Regions from separate parts of the Rattus norvegicus genome. Here region 1 is linked to region 2. Evidence: chromatin contacts called from public Hi-C data. All regions are on one chromosome and are shown on one strand. Each heading gives the region's core, a stretch centred on a gene start, on an enhancer-like site or on the middle of the called end of the contact. The rest is flanking DNA. Distances are from core to core; before and after follow the strand shown.

What was found. Hi-C and Micro-C count contacts between places; a contact is called where the count stands out from the background.
Region 1: a Hi-C map of Schwann cells shows a contact between it and region 2, with 2.2 times the contacts expected there. The contact joins the promoter of Zmynd8 here to the enhancer-like site in region 2. A contact is called at or near these places in 5 of 12 Hi-C or Micro-C datasets (Schwann cells, hepatocytes, kidney and 2 more) and 1 of 1 datasets of contacts at active chromatin or transcription factors (oligodendrocytes).

What each region holds. Positions count from the first base shown.
Region 1 is chr3:175,044,468-175,049,352 of GRCr8, reverse strand. It overlaps Zmynd8 (zinc finger, MYND-type containing 8), which reads left to right and starts at 2,916. Exons shown (of 22, transcript NM_001100838.1): 1 at 2,916-2,941.
Region 2 is chr3:174,985,116-174,990,179 of GRCr8, reverse strand. Zmynd8 (zinc finger, MYND-type containing 8) reads left to right here. Exons shown (of 22, transcript NM_001100838.1): 11 at 1,074-1,555. Among named protein-coding and RNA genes, the nearest start is that of Zmynd8, 59 kb to the left of the region's middle. Within about 2 kb of position 3,344, at least 39 of the 93 cell types and tissues checked have an H3K27ac peak or open chromatin away from gene starts, as enhancers often do. A contact at or near this core is called in Schwann cells, where this site is marked.

The DNA of each region.
Region 1 (4,885 bases), core at 1,667-4,166, 60 kb before region 2:
TTTTCTAGAAATGGTAGCTTTTAGGAAAGAAACAAGGCACTGATCTCTGATCTCCCACCCAGCACCACCACCAGGTAGAATTCTAAGCAGGTCTGAGAAACTAGTTAATATTTTACTGGGGAGCAGAGCCAGAGATGGAGGGAGTAAGGGGGATTGCCAGTGTGAGGCTGCGTGTGTGAAATCGCCGTTCCATCTGCCCTAGGGGACGCAAAGAAGTCGCTCTCTGTGGAAATAAATTGAAGCAGGAACCCTTACGAAGCCCAGGGGATTTGTCTGCCCACCAAACAGGGCCCAGCTTCCCCCCAGAACACACATACAGGGGCGATTGTGGCAGAAAGTGCCAACCTGTGGGTGTGTAGGCCTGACTATAATGGAGCTTCTTGTTTCCTGGCCCGGTTTGACATCTTTCTCTGTCCCTCTGGATTTAAATGGCTTCACAGACTGAGAGGCACTGCTTGTATGCCCTGGATTCAGAAGGTCCACGCCTCCTCGGGAAGCAGAGGCGAGACAGCAGTTAGCTAGCTCCCTCTCTCTTTCTGCATCTGCCCGGAGAGAGCTGCAGCTGGTATTTTTCCACAGGCCTTTTCTGCAATCTCAGGGCCTAGTTTTTCCCAGCAAGGCCCAGAGTCCGAGAGAGGGTTAACAGGCAGGAAGCTGAAGGCATCACAGACTAATACGGAAGTCAGATTTTTGTTTAACTGACAGGTTTAGCAGGCCTCATCGGTGGGGGAGGGAGCTGGGAAGGGAAGTCTTAGATGGAGGCATGTGGCCTGCTAGCAACGCATTTGGCTTTTCTTAGGGTAAGCCTGGAGAGGGTCCCCCCCCCCCCTTGTCATCTTGACAGAGAGCTTTTTGGTTTTTTCTTTGAGGACTGGCTGAGGGGGGTGGTGTGAGGTTATAGGTCTCCCAGCTTTGCAAATGGCTCTGTGGGCCTGCCCTTTCCAACAGGCACTTTGACCATGACTAGGCAAACTTGACCACTCCTCCCCACAGCAGCGGCGCCTCTCAGCTCTCAGGAACCTGGGCACCCCTTGATGATTTGTTGGGGGCCTCCCTTGGGCTGCCTGTTCCCCCCCTCACCCCCTCAGAGGCCTGCGTCTGGCCTTGTCCCTATTGCTCCTGTCTCCCTGGGGCTCTCCACCCCTTAGCTCGACTTTCTCCTTTGAGACCCACTCAAGCTGGCTTGTTCTATAAAACGGCCTGCTTGCCTCCTTAGAAAAGGACTTCTGTGTGGGGGCAGGTGTGGATGAGTCGTCCAGCCCACCCCAAAAGGGCTCTTTCCAGTGGCATGCTGGCCTCAGGCTTGGCTGGAGCAGGTCAGGCTGGCTGCACGGGTTTGCCTGGACTGGGGAATCTAGCCAGGGGGTGGGAGAAGTGCTTGTGGAGGCCCCTTTCCCAAGTTTTTCTTCCTGCAAAAGGCCTAGCTTAGCCTGTCTTTTTCTATGCACAGGATGGCTCTTGCTCACCCGAGCCTCACAAAGATAATCGCTCAGGAAGTGTTTCAGCCAATCGGCGGCGGCTTTACACTCCGATTTGCCGGGCCAGCCAATCGGGGATGAGCTTTTATTAGGCGGCCAGATCATCAGCCGAAGTGCCAAACCCTTTTTCTGTGAGAACTAGGAGCCTGTCCTCCATGTTTTATAAGTATTGACATTACACAGTTAACAATGCATCCACAGAGGTAAGCTCGGCTTTTTAACCATCTTTTACCCCTCCCTCTGAGTCATCCGAGTCGTGGAGTAGCAGTGTGATTTCTCTGTAGCCTGGCTCTGCCACACTCACCCCCCCAGAGCACTTAGGTTAACTTGGGACTGTTTAGAGAGATTTTTTTTTTCCTTTTTGGGTCACATGGCTAAGTAGCCATTAGCCATAGCTTGATTTTACAGACTGGTGAGGGCCTGGAACACCTTTATTCTGACCAGGACAAAGAATTTCTGGAATAGTTTGAAGCTAGATCCTGGTATGCCAAGAGAAGCTATCATTCCCCCTTCTTTTCTTTTATTTTATTTTCCCTTCCTTCCTCTACCCCTCTCTCCCTCTCTCTCTGAGCAGTCCTCTCCCCTGCACTGTTGTCTGTTGTATGTCACATGCCTGCTGGGGGAAGAAAATGGAAGGTAAGCCAGAAGGTCTTCTCCCCAGCACAGTTCAGGACTGCCTGTGGCAGATAATCAGGGCAAGCAAGCCTGCATCTCCAGAGAGGTTCTGGGAAAGGCTGGGCTAAGTTCTGACAAGAGAGGATGCGTGTTTGCAACAGAACCCAGGCCTGAGCAAAAACCCAGGGAGCCAAGCTGGCTCCTGGGCCTAGGTGGGTGGTGTTGTGTGGACTGTTCTCTTCCTCTCCAGAGCTTTGCACTTGCAACAACATTGTTCAGCCTTTCTCTCTCCCCCCTGACTTAGCTTGGTACAGAGTGTTCTTCAAGTCAGCCTACAGCCAGCAAATGGTTCTGAAAGTGTTTCCTAACCTCTGAGGGAGTTTTTAGAGTAGGCATGGTGCCTGGGGAGGTGGGGTGGGGTGGGAGTGGGGATGGGGAGAGATTTTGAATAACATCCTGCAAGGGGGGGGGGGAAGATCTGTGAGGACTCTGACTCCTTTAGTTTTGTACTCTTGCATGATTTTCCATGGGCTAATGTTTCTTTTATCCTTGTCCCCCTGTCCCCCCTCCCTTTTAAAACATTATATCATCTTCTGTCCTCTGATCCAGTATAGAGGATGTGGATCATACCTGAGGCCCATGACAACATCCCATATCTAGTTGCTGGGTTGTGTTGTGGTGGTGGTGGTGGTGGTGGTGGTGGTGCGTGTTTTTAATAATACCATGTAACTGTTTTACAAAAAAAAAAAAAAAAGAAAAATTTCCTTTTTGATCAAGTCCCAAATCTGCCAGCCTGCCCTCTCCTCCTAACTGGGGAAAAGTGAGACGGTTGCTTGAACGTGTGTTGGGTAAGTAAAGCAGTCCACCTCCTCTGCGAGCGTGTACCAAGAGTTTGGTGAACCTCTGGGGTCTGTGGTAAGGTGGGAGGGGAGTGGTGGTTTCTAGAGAGTGTCCTGAGTTGAGGTGATGGCTTGAATCCACTGTTGTTCCTTCTGATCTGCAGTTAGGATTAAAGACCTCACTTCCTGTTTACCCTCAGCTGGGGGGGGTGGGTGGGGAATTACTGGGTTCGTTGTGACTTGCAGCTAGACCTTGAATTGTGTTTGGCTCTCCTGAACTCTTGGGTAGGTGATCTGTTTGTGAACTGTGAGCAAAAGCTGTTTGTTCTTAAGGGTTCCAGAGCCCTACACATGGGGCCTGGGCCTGCTTGTGCGACTTGTGTTTTCATGTGTGTAAGTTTTACGGGTGTTTGCATCTAGTACAGAGGCCTATTCACTTCCAAACGAGGCTTGGTTTAGGACTCACTGGCTGCCAGATACAGCCTCCCCCCCTCCCAAAGTCTGGTCCACACCTCTCTGTGCATGCTGGCTTTGCGTTAGCTCCACTTTTGAGGCTGTAGCTAGAATTTTAAAACCCTAACCTTCAGGGCCCACCTGGAAGCTCACCACATGTATTTCCTGCTTTGAGACCCAGCCAGGCAGCATGGAGGTGCTGCCTCTGTGCGCAGTGACCATCCTAGGCCAAGCTTCACAGACTCTCACAGACTTTTCTTTTAGTGTTCAAGCTACTGAACCTTTGACACCAGTTGAAAAAGCTTCACTTAGTAAAGAGAGACGGACTAGATTATCAACTGGGCAGTCTGTGAGGGGGGCTGGCGTCTCCCAGTCAGACGCAGATGGGGTATGGTGTTCTTGAAACAGTGCCTCAGCCTCACACAAGTTCTGGTACTCTTTTCTTCTTAACTTATCTCCCGGCTGTAAATGGAAGTTACGAACTCAGTTTCTTGAGGCCCTCTGCAGACCCAGTGGCTAATCACCAGCCTCCTGGTTTGCCTCTCTCTGCCTTTGCGTAACTTCTTGGGCTGAAAGGAGACTTGAGGGCAAAGTGTTTGTCCTTTAGAAGCTCAAATTAAAATGGCTCCTACAGGTTTGGGAAGGCAGGATCTGTTTGTGAATGCGAACCCCAGCCAATTTCCCAGCCCTGGCTCAAGCTGGCTGCTTCTCTTCGTGGCTACCACCAGGCCTGGGGTTGGTAAAAAGTTAATTGCTTTTGAAGTAGCATACTTTCCCAGTTACTAAAGGGAGAATTTAAAAAAAAAAAAAAAGTCTGCATTGCAGTTGGACCCGGTGGGATCTCGGTGCTGGCCCACAGACTAGCCCAACGGGGTTCCCTCTTCTTCCTGTACTCTTAAACCAGTAGATTTAGGGGAAAGGTTAAAGATTGGCATTTGCAGTGGCCTGAGTGTAGGACTTCTGGAAATTTCTACCATTTGTTGTTGTTGTTGTTGTTCCTTTTAGGAAAAGCAGGTGGCCAAGCTGAGGAGTCGCCTGCATTCCACCCCTAGGACTCTCCCATCCCCCACCTTGCTTTCCCTCATCTAGGTGGAAGGTTCAACACTTTGTGCAAATTGCAGAGGCGAAAACAAACTGATGGGCTGTTTTCCTTTTTCCTCCTGCTTCCTTGGTCCCCAAAGAGGATTCACAGCTGCAAAGGAACAGATACAGACACTGGTGCTTTTGATCTCTCTCTCTCTCCACCTCTCTCTCTCTCCCTGCTCCTCCTCTCCCTCTCTCTCCCCTCCCCCTCTCCTTCCTCTCTTTCTCTCTCCCCTCCCTCTTTCCCTCCATCCCATTCTCCCTCCCTCCGCCTTTTCTTCCATCCTTTCTCCCTCTCTCCTCTTCCTCCTCTTCTCTCTCTCTCTCTCTCTCTCTCTCTCTCTCTCTCTCTCTCTCTCTCTCCAGTGACTCCCTCCCTCTCATCTCCCAGCCTTCTCCCCACCCTCTCTCCCGTTT
Region 2 (5,064 bases), core at 2,095-4,594:
AGAGTCGGGAGTGCACAATGAGCAAGGTGTTCTGGTGTCCCTTCTCCACAGGAGTGGTGCTGGGGGTGTTCTCAGTCGTTCCCGGGGTCATGCAGGTTGCCGGTACTGGAAAAGGCACCACTGTTGCTTTTGGTTTCTGGGTCTCTGCAAAACGTCCTGGGGTGTGGGGGTCGATGGAGAAGGACAGGCCTTCCCCGAAGTAGCAAGGTCTGTGGAGAGCGTGCACCCCAGAGCCAAAGTCTACTTAGTATCAAGAGTTTTCCGGGTGGTTACCCTCTCAAATGTTGCCACGTGTGTCCAGACAGTGAGGAGGCTGATGCAGGAGCACCCTGAGTTGCAGGCCAACCTAGACAACATAGTGAGATTCTGTCTCGAGTACGACTGAAGTGTTCGCCTGCATGTGCTGCCCAGCGAGATCCAGGAAACACACCCCTCCTCAGATGTGTCGTGGAGGACTGGGACTCTTTTCCTCACCCTGAAAGAGCAGGGAACTGAAGGAATTACCATTGTATTTACTTCTGCCATTTATATTCATTTAGTTACTCATCTGTGTGTGTGTGTGTGTGTGTGTGTGTGTGTGTGTGTGTTCGTGCACACGTGCGCGCTCATGCCTGCACACGCATGTGAGTGCCACTGCGCATGTGTGGGGGCCCAGGGACAACCTGAGGGAGGTGGCTCTCTCCACGTTGGCTTTGCCAGCGCAGGTCTCCAGGCTTGGCAGCTGTGGCTTCCCCTGCTGAGCCGGCTTCCCCTGCTGAGCCGTCCATTTGTTTCTGGGCGATTAAGATGGCTGAGTGTGTGGAACCCGCTCACATCTCTGGCTGAATTTTGTTGTTCGTGTGTGTTCTATCCTGAATACCTCTGTGAAGTGGATCATTCATTAACCATTCAAAACAAGTCAATTATTTAAAAAAAGGGAGGCCCCATATTTAAGAATCTTGGCAGGCACCCACCAGGCTAATTTGATTTGCATTAAGAAAATTAAAAAAGAAAAAAAAAAGTAAACTACCTCGGAAATGACTGACGCTGACTCAGAGTGTCTCTCTCTCTTTCTCTCTCTCTTGCCATCCTAGAGCCTGGGTTCCAGTCAATAATTGCTACCTCATGTCAAAAGAAATCCCCTTTTCTGTGAAAAAGACTAAGAGTATCTTCAACAGCGCCATGCAGGAGATGGAAGTTTACGTGGAGAACATACGGAAGAAGTTCGGGGTTTTTAATTACTCCCCGTTCAGGACGCCCTACACCCCCAATAGCCAGTACCAAATGCTGCTGGATCCCAGCAATCCCAGCGCCGGCACTGCCAAGACAGACAAACAGGAGAAGGTGAAGCTCAATTTTGACATGACGGCGTCCCCCAAGATCATTCTGAGCAAGCCCCTTCTGAGCGGGGGCGCGGGCCGCAGGATCTCCCTGTCCGACATGCCTCGCTCCCCCACCAGCACGAACTCCTCTGTGCACACGGGCTCCGATGTGGAGCAGGACCCCGAGAAGAAGGCCCCATCCAGCCACTTCAGCGCAAGCGAAGAGTCCATGGACTTCCTTGATAAGAGCACAGGTCAGCCCCAGTTGGGAGAGTTGGGTAGGAGGCCGCTTGGTGCATTCTGGCGTCCTTGGATGCCTCAACCGTAGGTGCAAGCAGGCAGGCACCGCCAGACCCCAGAGATGAGGGCTGTATCCGAAGGCCAGCGGCGGCCATTCTTAGACGTGGGTGGAACTGGCCACAAACCCTGAGGGGCTTTCGTCCAATGTCAGAGCCTCTTGGCTCTTCAGAACAGTGCCCTGTGACTACGCTGTAGTTGAAAGTTTAGTTTTTGATACCTCTGTGTTAGGCTTAACTTAGATGTTAAGCAAATCAAGGTCAAAATGGGTCCCCCGCCCAGTTACCAGACCTCCTTCAAGGTCACTGTCTATAATTGTAGGAGTCCCACTCAGCCCATGTGGCTTTGGGGAACATATTTAATGTGTTTATTATGCCTTAGTCTCCTCACCTTTACCATGGCAACCGTTACTGGCTACACACGGAGGCCCTGCTGTGTGTAGGCTCGGTTGGGAACAGAATGAGTCAGAACCCACAGTAGGACAAGAGCAGTGACCAGGGCAGTGTTGACTGGAGTTATGTTTCCTGGTGATCTCTAATGTGCCGTCTCCAAGGATCTGAGAAGAGATGCAATGAAGGGGTGACTTAAGTGATGGCCCAGACTGGTTTGGTCAGGAGGATCCTCCTGCTCCGTCTTCCGTGTGCTGGGATGACAGGTGCACCTCACCGAGCTGCCCATTAAAACCTGCTTGAAGTGAGCACGTCATAAAATAAAAGTGTGTCCCTGTGCAAGCTCCCCCTCGCTCTCTTGTTCCGAACTTCAAAAAAAAAAAAAAATAGAGTTTTTATAGGAATATGAGAATGGTTGTGCTGTTTTAATTTAGTGTCTGTCTTCCCTTGGGTGGGACCGTGGCGTCGAGCTTTGCGGCAAAAATTCCTTGTTCACTGGCAATTTTTTTTTAAAGACGAGAACTTAGACTTCAAAGTCCCTATTCTAAAAATACACAACCTACTCCCCACCCCCACCCCCCCACCATGCTTGACACTTGCTAATCCCGTAAGGTGGCCATAGAAGGAGCTGCGGTGAGAGCAGGGGCCAGTGTGGTAACCCCAGCATTTGGGAGGTAGGGGCAGGGGGATTAGGAGCCCGAGGGCTGCCTTGACTTCATGAGCTCTTGTCTCAAAACCACTAAAAAAACAACAAAAAACCAAACCCCCAACAAAGAGAGAAGGGGGTGACATCAGATTATCTTACTCTCACAAATTAGTATCCCTTACCGAGTGCCCACAGTAGACACGCAGGGGGCAGTTCTGTATTTTGGTCATGGCTGCAGTTCTGGACATTAATAGCCGAGTTTCAATAAAGCGTAACTGGTGTTGGCTAGTGGGTACTGAAGCTTGAATTTCTTCTTAAGTGCATGCTCTAAGAACTAGAGTGGGGCTGGAGAGACAGCTCAGTGGTTAGGAGCGCCGGCTGCTCTTGCAGGGAACTTAATTCCCCTCACCCACATGGCTCCTGACCATCTATAACTCCAGTTCCAGGGGATTGGGATTTGACGCCCTCATCTGACCTTGGGCATGCACGTGGGGCACAGACAGATGCAAGAAAAACACTCTATACAGAAAAGAACCGTTGAAATTTTTTGTGTCCCACCCCTTCTTAAATAGCAGGCCACACAGGGACAAGGAACAGATTGGGCCCAGAGGCTCAGAGGTTCTGGTTTGCCAGCTTTCCCTGTAGACGACAAGGATCAGAAGGGACTCTGTCACGTGGCGGATCCTCACAGTCAGACCCTGAAGCCTACCGGCTTCCTCCTCCTGCTCCCTCCCGCCCTCTGCTGTCAGCGTGATGTCAGTGCAGGGAGAGGAGGATGGGTATATTCATTCAGACGCCCACCACCATAGTCAGGGATAGCACAGTCGGGATCAGGCTGGGGTCCCTCCAAAATGTCATAAATGTTCCCATGCTCTAAAGTAGAAAAAACGTGTAGGCGGCTTTCAGACTTCAGAGTGCCCTTTATGTGTACGTATGAGAATTTAGAGCCTCATTCTGTCTCTTTTTTGTAACTGGGTGTCACTGTTCTTAAACTCACAGAGATCTGCCTGTCTGTCTCCCTGGTGCTTGGATTAAAACTGTGAAGCCTCTGTGTGTATGTGTGTGTGCGTGCGCGCGTGTGTGCATGAAGGTCAGAGAACAGCTTGGGGAGGTCAGGACTCTGCCTCTACCCTGTGTGTTCTAGGGGATCGAACCCAGGCCATCAGGTTCAATGACTGTGCCATCTCACTGGCCCCAAGACTGTAATTTTCTTTAGAAGACTCATCCTTTGTCCATTACCCCCACGAGCAGATTCAGCTTCCAAGCTGTCCTCTATTCCACAGGGAGCCTGTAGCTGCCACAGCCCTGGATTCCCCCTGCCTTTCACAAAGTGGTTTCGAAACCCCCACCCCACCCCACCATGGGCCACTTGGGCAGGCGGGTTTCATCAGCCTTCAGCGTTTGCTAACTGTTTCCTAGAGACCCCGCCGAGAATGCTAAGTGTATTATGGCACCGTCCTGAGCCCACAGACCCTCCTGAGCTAATGGTGCTTCCCACCGTGGGGGTTGCAGTCAGGGAGACATGAAAAGGTTTCCACAGACTCCACTTTATTGTGAAATCAATAGTTGTCATAAAATGGCTGTCCATGACAAATACTAAGTCACTAACTAACCCTCCCTCCCATGGCCAGCTCTCCTGAGGAGTTACACGGCATGCCATTAAGTTGAACCTCAGGCACTTACCCAGTCATGAAGGGAACAGACTGATTGACAGGCGATGGGGTCGAGGGACAGCAAAGATCCTGCGTCATCTTGACCTGCTCTGAGTGTGTGCTCTGGTGTGCCGGTGAGACACACCTCCACGGGTGGCAGTTGCACTTGGGATGTGTGTGTGCGTGTATGCACACTTCTGCATTAGTGTGGAGGTCAGAGGACATCTTGCTGGAGTCATTTCTCACCAGCATGTATTAAACTCAAGTCATCAGGCTTGCCGGGAAGTGCCTTTACCCGCTGAGCCATCCTGGTGGTGACCCCAGGTGACCTTTGATTGGAGGCCTGGGCTAGCATGGCTGGTTTGTGTTTTGTTAAAAGCCCAGTTGCTGCTACAGCAGGAGAAGCTTCACACAAACACTTCATTGCCAACTGTCCAGCCTTTTTATGTAATGACTTTTTATCGTGTGTGTCCTGTCTTCTAGCATGCTTCTGTGGTTGTGATAAAATACTGTGACAAATACACATGTGCACACATCATGACAAATACACACAAAAATTGGCAAGCAATAGCCTCACCCTTTTCTTTTTAATCAGAGGGGGAGTGGAGTCCTGGGCTGTGTGCAGCTGTGGCTCTGTTTGGGGTTCACTCATTTATTGTTTTTTGAGGCAGCAACAGGGAGGCCTCACTCTGTAGCCCTGACTGGCCTGGAACTCACGATAAACCCCAGGTTGGCTTTAAAATAATTCAAGATTTATTTATTTTAATGAGTCTGGGTGT